Regions from separate parts of the Mus musculus genome. Here all the other regions are linked to region 3. A link is a contact called in public HiChIP or PLAC-seq data. All regions are on one chromosome and are shown on one strand. Each heading gives the region's core, a stretch centred on a gene start, on an enhancer-like site or on the middle of the called end of the contact. The rest is flanking DNA. Distances are from core to core; before and after follow the strand shown. Region 1 overlaps Armc2 (armadillo repeat containing 2). Region 2 overlaps Sesn1 (sestrin 1). Region 3 overlaps Foxo3 (forkhead box O3).

What was found. HiChIP or PLAC-seq counts read pairs in DNA pulled down with a chosen protein or histone mark.
Region 1: an H3K27ac HiChIP or PLAC-seq map of heart atrium shows a contact between it and region 3, with 8 read pairs. The contact joins two enhancer-like sites. A contact is called at or near these places in 1 of 15 datasets of contacts at CTCF or cohesin (the NIH/3T3 cell line) and 1 of 115 datasets of contacts at active chromatin or transcription factors (heart atrium).
Region 2: an H3K27ac HiChIP or PLAC-seq map of heart atrium shows a contact between it and region 3, with 7 read pairs. The contact joins two enhancer-like sites. A contact is called at or near these places in 1 of 484 Hi-C or Micro-C datasets (liver), 3 of 115 datasets of contacts at active chromatin or transcription factors (embryonic stem cells, heart atrium and stem cell-derived neural progenitor cells) and 1 of 9 other capture datasets (adipose tissue).

The regions. Positions count from the first base shown.
Region 1 is chr10:41,933,374-41,936,073 of GRCm38.p6, reverse strand. The region is part of intron 12 of Armc2 (armadillo repeat containing 2); the gene reads left to right. Among named protein-coding and RNA genes, the nearest start is that of Gm33058, 24 kb to the left of the region's middle. Within about 2 kb of position 1,278, at least 158 of the 459 cell types and tissues checked have an H3K27ac peak or open chromatin away from gene starts, as enhancers often do. A contact at or near this core is called in heart atrium, where this site is marked.
Region 2 is chr10:41,892,683-41,895,575 of GRCm38.p6, reverse strand. It overlaps Sesn1 (sestrin 1), which reads right to left. Exons shown (of 10, transcript NM_001162908.1): 2 at 1,469-1,534; 3 at 556-756. Among named protein-coding and RNA genes, the nearest start is that of Gm33058, 65 kb to the left of the region's middle. Within about 2 kb of position 1,520, at least 118 of the 459 cell types and tissues checked have an H3K27ac peak or open chromatin away from gene starts, as enhancers often do. A contact at or near this core is called in adipose tissue, heart atrium and liver, where this site is marked.
Region 3 is chr10:42,250,190-42,252,889 of GRCm38.p6, reverse strand. The region is part of intron 2 of Foxo3 (forkhead box O3); the gene reads left to right. The region is part of intron 1 of Gm38485 (a long non-coding RNA gene); the gene reads left to right. Among named protein-coding and RNA genes, the nearest start is that of Gm38485, 23 kb to the left of the region's middle. Within about 2 kb of position 1,434, at least 124 of the 459 cell types and tissues checked have an H3K27ac peak or open chromatin away from gene starts, as enhancers often do. A contact at or near this core is called in adipose tissue, heart atrium and liver, where this site is marked.

The DNA.
Region 1 (2,700 bases), core at 29-2,528, 320 kb after region 3:
TGTTTAGCCACATCTGAACTTCGTAAGTTTGCAGCAGACATGTTTGAGAGTGGTGTGTTATTTCTGTTGACAACAAATCTTACTCCCAGCCCTGGGTGAAGTGAGCTGAGTTTGTATGTGGTATTTCTCTGGGGGTGTGGGCAGGGGTGGGGGTGGGGCTCTACAGAAGTTTTCAGAATAGACTTCCACAGGGGCAACAAGCGAGTTCTCAACTTATGTACAAGTGCTAAGACAATCTGTAGCTCAGGTCTCAATGGGCACAAAACTGAGACAGAAAACAGTTGCCATCAACTCCATTCAAAGCCACACTTTCCAGTTTAGGTAAGAATTCCTATCAAGATCCAATTAAATGGTAGATCTCATTTAAGCACTAGGCACATATTGTCTGCTTTATGGTGTAAATTGCATTTGGTACAAACCAAATGTGCAAACAGATGGGCTTAATAAGGGAGAAGGAGCAAGCTGTGGTGCTGAGGCAGGGCTAGCTTCTGAGGTGCCTCTGATGTCAGCACTACTACATTTAGAAGCCCATCACAGTATGTGTGGGTTTGAATTTTGGAAGAACATAAAGGGATTTTCCCCATCTCTTCTGTAAATATCTACTGGGCAAGAACTCTGGTAGAAAATGCCTGAAATAAGACTTATGTAAGGGGCAGCCTTTTACAAAGGTCACACGAAGTTCACAAAGAACAATCCTTATCTACATTAGCCGCCCCGTCACCACGGATCCTCCTCCGCCTCTCCAGCTCTCCCACTTTTGGACAGGGCAGATTTCTTTCTTTCTCCTTTTCTAAACAGAGCTACTAAATGCGGCGGGATGACAGGCAAAGCTTGGCAAGCAGGGTCCGGCATCACCAGACTGGCCCTTCTTGTGCTGTATTTTTAAAGTCAGCCTCTTGTTCTGCATAGTTCCACTCAGACCTGGAGGGTGAGCCACCCCTCCAGCCAGGCATGCAGCATGAGCTCTGATTTGGACAGCTCCGACATCCTGTTGCAGGAAGAGAGAGACCTGGAATGGCTGGAGATGGGGCGGCAAGCAGAGCGTCCCACCCTCCCCATGTTTCTAACTTGGGCCAGGCATTTAGCCGCGCAGAGATAACCCACCCTCCCTTCCTCACATCCTCTTAGCAACTGTGCTGGATTGGTTAGGAAGAGCCCTCCACCCCTTTCCCCTGGTGTCTTTGTGTGGCAACTTGCTTCCACTGGCTCTCTGCCTCCTCCCTGGCAGGAGTGTGCCCTTTGGCTGCCTTCCCAGCCTCTCTGCAGGCACATTCCCAGCGGTGCTGGGCGAGCGAGCAGGCAGGCGAGCAAGTGAGAGCATTTGGCTGAGTGAGCTCCTTGTTCAGCCTTGCCCTCGTTCTGCACCCCTGACCGGGCAGGCTCAGTGGGCCGAAGCTTGCTCATTCTTTCCAGCTCCCACTGTTTTTGTCCTTGTGGAACGGGCTCTTCCCCCACTCAGCTCAGAGCCCAAATGCCTTTATGTCTGTGCCTTAAAAAAGAACCCATCGCAGTAAAAGTCTAACTGTTGCCCTGGTGTTTTTGAGGGGGAGCCACATTCAGAGGTGTGGAGTGTGGGTACTCAGTGAATAATTGCTGATAGGGTGGCTGGGTTGGCAGTTGGATGGGTGGGTAGGTGGTCATCTCTGCCTTCAGAATGGTCTGCTTAGGTCTGCAGTTTTGAGTCTGTGGTCTCTCAGATTGGTCTGATTATATATATATATATATATATATATATATATATATATGAATGAATGAATATGTATTCTCTCAGGCTAACCGTCAACCCGCCGCCAGTGCTGATAGGATAGGTAAATCAGTATTTTCTCAGAAGTCTGCAGCCTGCCTTTGGTGACTTTTATTCTTTAGCCACCTGTAAACTCAAATGTTTAGGTTTTATTTAAGGGTGGAAAGTCGGATAAAGCAAACTGGAAATCCTAACTCAACTCTAAGATGCAGGCAGTTTTAGCCAGTTTAAAACAGGGTGTCTTGATTAATTTTCTGGTTAAGGGCATGGGGAGTGTTAAATTTTCAACCCCCTTTAACTTAATTCTTAAAGGTCCTTCTAAAATGTTTTCCTAGGCTGGATAGGAGTTGTCTCCTAAGTATGAGGAGTCTGTGGAACATAGTTTATTCCTTCTGTGACAGCTTGACATCAGTCCTTTGCCTGTGGTCAGCATCATGCACGGGGACTATTTTAGGGTGCCGTGTGAGAATCATGTGTCCACTCTGGCTGCCTGTGGGTGGTAAAGCACTATCAGTCACACGGGGCAGATGGCTGAGTTGGATGCTCCTTAGGGTGAGGGGACAGGCAGTGGATGCTTTTGAGCAGAGGAGATTGCTCTGCTCCTGAGATGAAGAGATTCCAAGTCTCCTCCTGCAGTGCACAGACCGGCCACCAGGGGCGCCTTTCACAAGAGAAGTGAGGCAACCAGTTTGAGAGGTTGGTGAAGGGTCAAAGATGCCCGGTGCAGGCCTTTAATCCCAGTACTCAGAAGGCAGAAACAGGCAGATCTCTGTGAGTTTGCAGCCATACAGGGCTATGTGGAGAGACCCTGTCTTAAACCCCCGCCCCCTGAAAAATGCCTCAAGTCTGTGGGACATTGGAGGTTGAGGGTAGTTGGGAATGAGGTATTGAAGTGCATTAGCATGCTCAGACAGGCCCTGAGTGCCCCTCACCGTGTCCTTCAGTCTCCAGAAGCC
Region 2 (2,893 bases), core at 271-2,770, 360 kb after region 3:
GACGGAGGGAGAGAGGGAGGGAGGGAGGGAGGGAGGGAGGGAGAGAGGGAGGGAGGGAGGGAGGGAGGGAGGGAGGGAGGGAGGGAGGGAGGATCTCTTTCTTACATCTTATGTTCCATTTTAACTGCTAAGACAAGAGTGACTCTGGTGCAGCCAGCACGCAGGCTCAGTGGGGAAACTGACAACCAGAGTCTAAGCCCAAAGTGAAGGAGAGAACCAACTCCTTCAAGTTGTCTCTGAAGCATGCGAGAGCGCATGCACACACACACACACACACACACACACACACACACACACACACACAGAGTACATTTTAAAAAAATGGTTCTTAATATTGTATAAAACTACTCGTAGTGGTTTTTTTTTGGTTATACTTGAAAACATACTTATTTAAAGTCAGGAAAAAATAGAAACTATCTGATTATATGCTATTACAAGTCAGAATATGATTACAAGTCAGACAATAAGTAATATATTTATCCTATGTCAAAAGCATTAATCCTCTTAAATTAAAAAAAAAAAAAAGAAAGAAATTTTCATTGGATTTTTACAAACCATGATTCCAATGTAGTGCCGATAATGGAGGGGTAATGGCCCATCCATTTGTAGTAGGTAGTGTTGAGTCTTTAAGAAACTTTCTAAATATTGTGGATGGAAAACCATCACTAATGTGATGTTATCCAGACGACCCAAAGCAGCAAAGGAGTCTGCAAATAACGCATGCATCTGTGCGTCTTCACTGCCCACCTGCAGCATCTGTGGGAAGGAGAGGAGAGCCACAGTTGCACACACTATAAACCGGTTAAAGAGAACAGGAATGTGGTGCACCGATCTATTTACAAGTAGATTACAGTTTCCTGAGAGGACTTGTGATTTAAACTTGTAGCTGAAGAATAGTCCCATTATATGGTGGGAGATAAACAACAAAGGCTGAACTGAACTTTAGATAAAGGGTCTAGATAAGCTGCAGAGTTGACAAGAATCCAGACGAAGAAGCAGACTGTTAAATACCCAGATTTTGCAAGCAGACATTAAAACCTTTCCTTACAACACTATTCTCATTTAATGAGAAGAGAATCACAATTAATAGCAAAAACTTATGACAATAAAGCATAGCTGCTTCTACATATGTGGAATTAAAGGTCTGGTGCAGTGCTCTCACCAGTCAGATGGAGCACCTCTGCTTCCAAGCAAGGTCTAAACATATGCAGGTGGAGGGAGGGAGTCAACAACAAGGCTCAGTTTTACTTGATTAAGTACAGGTGCTTAAAATGCATCATGAAATCCTAGAAATCAATATGACCCTGACAGCTTTCTAATCCCATGACCTCACTGCCAAAGCATGACTAACTCTGAATAACTGTGTAAAACATGCTGTTGACCAGCAATCATTCAGATGCCAGATGTGGGCCATGAAAATGTTTCCTTAAAAGCAGGCAGTTCACTGTGTACTTTCAAAACAGCATACCTCCTTCTCTGGGATGAACCTGCTTGGTCCGTGTCCTAGTGGCCGAGGGATTCTGATTCCAAGTTCCTAGAAAAGAAAATTACACCATCTCAGATCTCCAGCAGTAAACAGCACAGACTGAGGCTAAAGGAGCAAGAGGAAAAGCAGCCAGCCTTGCTAGTCATTTGTTCTCACAGCTATATATACACACCAGTTCCTCTATTTGCATCACACAGCTAACACCTTCTAATATGACTGTCTAAAAACAATAAAACCTGTTTCACTAAAACCAGAGTTTTGCATAAAGCTCTTGGCAGAGAGTCTGGAACAGAAAGTTCAGCACACAGTGGCCAAACCCGTGGGCTGTCAGTGATACAAAACAAGACCAGTGTGTGTGTGTGTGTGTGTGTGTGTGTGTCTAACTCAACAAAAGCATCACTCCTTGTCAGGAAATAAAAACAACAATATCTCTATATAGACATCTTAAGACATCATTACTGTATTAATAAAACACGTCAAGGCAAGCAGTGGCATGTGACAAGTGAAAAGGCAGCTGAATCCACAGTCAGGACTCCAGTGGGGCATGCTCTCTGTGGTTAAGTGAGAACACTTCAGGAAAACCAAGTTTGGGCCTGTTTACAATCTTGCTAACATTCTGCCTTTTGACACAATCTAGAATTCTTTCTCTTATACTGACAGAGCAGCACATTAGCAGGAACAGAAAGCCTACTGTTAGGACTTCCTCCCCTATACAATGCTCTTGACATAATATCAAAATAACCATAATAAAACTTTTGAGGGCAATCAATCCATTATCGCTTTAAGCTGTAAAATAAAGTAAATACAACTGAAGATCCTTATTATTTATAAAATTGTTACATACAAATACTAGTTTTTTGTTTAAAAGAGGAAGACTATTGGCATGGATACAGAACTGTAGCCAAGAGTAAAACATTATAAAAACAGATATTCCCAACTCCTGTTCTGTGTGTGTGCACTATGTGTCTGTATGTATGCCTCTGTGTGTGTGTGTGTGTGTGTTTGTGAGAATATGGGAGAGCATGTACTGTGTAGCTCATGTGGAAGTCAGAAGACAACAGTCTCTTCTTTTTGCATTGTGTGTGCCAGGCTAGCTGGCTCTTGGACTTCTGGGGGCTTCTCTTTCTCCCTTCCATGTTCCTGTAGGCCTATGGGATTATTTGTTTGTGCTATGCATTCAGGTTTTACATGGGTTCCCAGGATTTGAACTTAGGTCCTCATACTTGTGTGGTGAGTGGTTTTACCCACTGAGCTATCTCCCCAACTTAGCTGCTTTGCTTTTAAGAAAAAACTGGGAGGGAACAGAGTGAATCCAAGAAGTTTGTTCTGAGCAAATGAAAATCTTTTGAATACAATACATTTTTTAAATCTCACACAGGGCTAGGAATGTAGCTTAGTTGGTAGAGT
Region 3 (2,700 bases), core at 185-2,684:
ACGACCCCATTTAATAATGCATTGTGTTGTTTTTAAACTGATAAATTCAATAAAGGCAAATAGAATATGTCCTTTAAAGCAAGTTATTTTAAATTATTAATACTCATTTTATAGCCTATGTGGTGGCTCATGTCTCTTACCCAGCACTCAGGGGATTGAGGCAGAAGTTTTCTGAGTTCTAAGTCAGCTTAGGCTACATAAGTCAATTTCCAGTCAGTCTGGGCTATAGGGTGAGACTTGATTTCAAAGAAAGAAAAAAATTCATTTTGTGAATTTCTCAGCGCTTGGCTTGTTCCTTTTGCTAGTTTGTTGATTGGATTGCGTTGACTGGATTGGTTTTTTTTTTTTTCCCATTAAATTATATTAAAAAAATTAAGATTTAAAAAAAGATAAATTGAGGTTGTTGAACAGTTAACTATCTTTAATGAGCTGCTACATTTTATAATTTTTAACGAATGGGTTATTTTACTATTCCAGACATTCAGTTGTGTGTGGATAGCTTTACAGGCGTGCATTTGTTATATAAAACCACACATGTGCCAATGTGTAGACATGCCTTCTTCCCTCTCTCTCGTCAGTTCTGCTGCTTTTACAGTCCCCAGTTTTAAGAAAGAAAAAGCAGGGGCTAAGATGGAGCTTCAACTGTAAAAAGGGCCACAGAGCACACTGCTGCAGTGCCCTGCTGACCAGGAACAGTAGGCTGTACGTTCACCAAAGTAGCTTGGCTCGGCCTTGCCTTGACACCAGGGCCTCAGGGTCAGGGTGTGTGTGTGTGTGTGTGTGTGTGTGTGTGTGTGTGGCTTAGCGGGGGGGCCTTCTGGTGTGCTGGGGGAGGAAGGTAAACAGACTGGCTACCCCCCTGCTCACTGTCGTGTCTCCTGACTTAGATGTAGAGAAGAATAAAGGAGAGCTTAATGCTTTTGCTGGACTGCGATGAAGGTGCCTCACTCGGTCCCTGAATGTTTATAATGTGACCAGATTGCTGTGGGCTTTACAGCAGCATGTGTGCAATGCATGTTCTTCAAGGACTTTCCTCTGAGCCTTTCCTTGGGTCTGCTTTGAGTTTGAGAGGGTAGGAGGGGTTCACCATAAATCTGATCTGAGGAGAAATGGATGGCTTTCGGGAGTCCACTGTGGCCTGGTCCACAAGAAGCTCTTTCCTCTGATCCCGTTTTATTTCAGAAAAGGATTGGTTTATTTTTTGTTTGTTTGTTTGTTTGTTTTGTTTTGTTTTGTTTTTAAGCCAGCTAAATGGCAGAGAGAAATATAGGCTGTACTTTTTGTAATTTTTCTTGGTCACAGGCAGCCCACAGTTAAGAGCCTGGTGATGTAAGCTCGCAATCCAGGGGTTCTGGAGTCTCTGCCAGGCCAGGCTCTGGCTGCCCCGGGCTCCGCAGACACAGGCATGACCTGGATCTTTGTTTACTTCCTTTCCAAGTGCTGGGGACATTCAGTTCTAAGAAGGACTGTGTGCTTGCACAAACACTCCTGCCAGCCTCTCAGGCCTTGGTTCCCGCCTGTCTTGGAAAGCGCACCGTCCCTCAGGCAGGCCTTTACTCTTAGAGTGCACTCTGCAGGATTCTAGTCCAGGCTTGCAAGCTTCTCTCTGCCTCTGGTCTAGGCTGGAACCTCAGCTGCAGCTGCCATTACATCAGGCAGGGCTTGCTGCTCCGTAGTGTGGGCTTTTGGAAAGCAGGGCTTTCCCTATGCGCAGTGTTGACTTCCCCGGGTCTGAGGCAGAGCCTCCCTGTTGCTGGTGCGAGTGAGTTTCCAAATGATTCTTTTGTAGTTTCATGATTAAAACAAAAGCATTGGCTGTTGTCAGGATAATACTGCAAAAGCAAGCAGGAGTTTTTGTTTTGTTTTGTTTTGTTTTTTTAACCTTTCATCCTCTGTTGTGTTACTGGCATTATGAGTTTCATACTTCATCATGTTCCGTATGGTACTGTAAGCCTTAACTATTAGTGTGCATACAGCATGGGCACATAGGTACATAAAGTTACTACGAAGACAGGGATTCACTATCAGGATTTAATTTAAATTCTCTTTAGAGGAATAATAATCACACTTGGGGAAAGAAAAGAAATGCATTTATTTAGAGGATGCAGCAACCAGGAGTCATGAATGAGGAATTGAGACATACTTTGTCGGATGTGTTGCTCACAGAATCTGTTTTGGATCAGAAACCCTCCAACTTTTCCCCGTTTGGTATTGGAACTTGTGGCTCATTTATGAGTGTGGCGTTGCAGTGTTCACACTGCTGGGAACCTTGGAACTCGTTCTAGCTCAGCCTTCCGTTTGGACAGAGAAGCTGCAGTGGGCTCAAGAATGGCGGGATGCCTTGGGAGCAGAGTGGTCGGGATCAGAAGATACCACAACCCCCCCCCCCCCCCTTAACCGTTAGAAGGAAGGCTGGCTTGCTGTGCTTGGGGCTGTGGGCGTTGGGAATGAAGATGGAGCCTGGAGTACTAGATTGTGTTATTTACAAACCTCAGTGGAGCTGGGGCTCATGTTTACAGCTGTTAGGGCTCTTTCAAATGAAATTTATTATTTTAGTATTGTTGAAATAATTATAAATAAAATAGCACTGATCATAAAGAATGTTTGGAGGAGAAAAGGAAGAGTGACATTAAGTTAAAGGTGGTCCGTTTCCCTTTGAGTGCCAGTGTAGACAGGCAGCCATCCTAAAACATAAGTGTC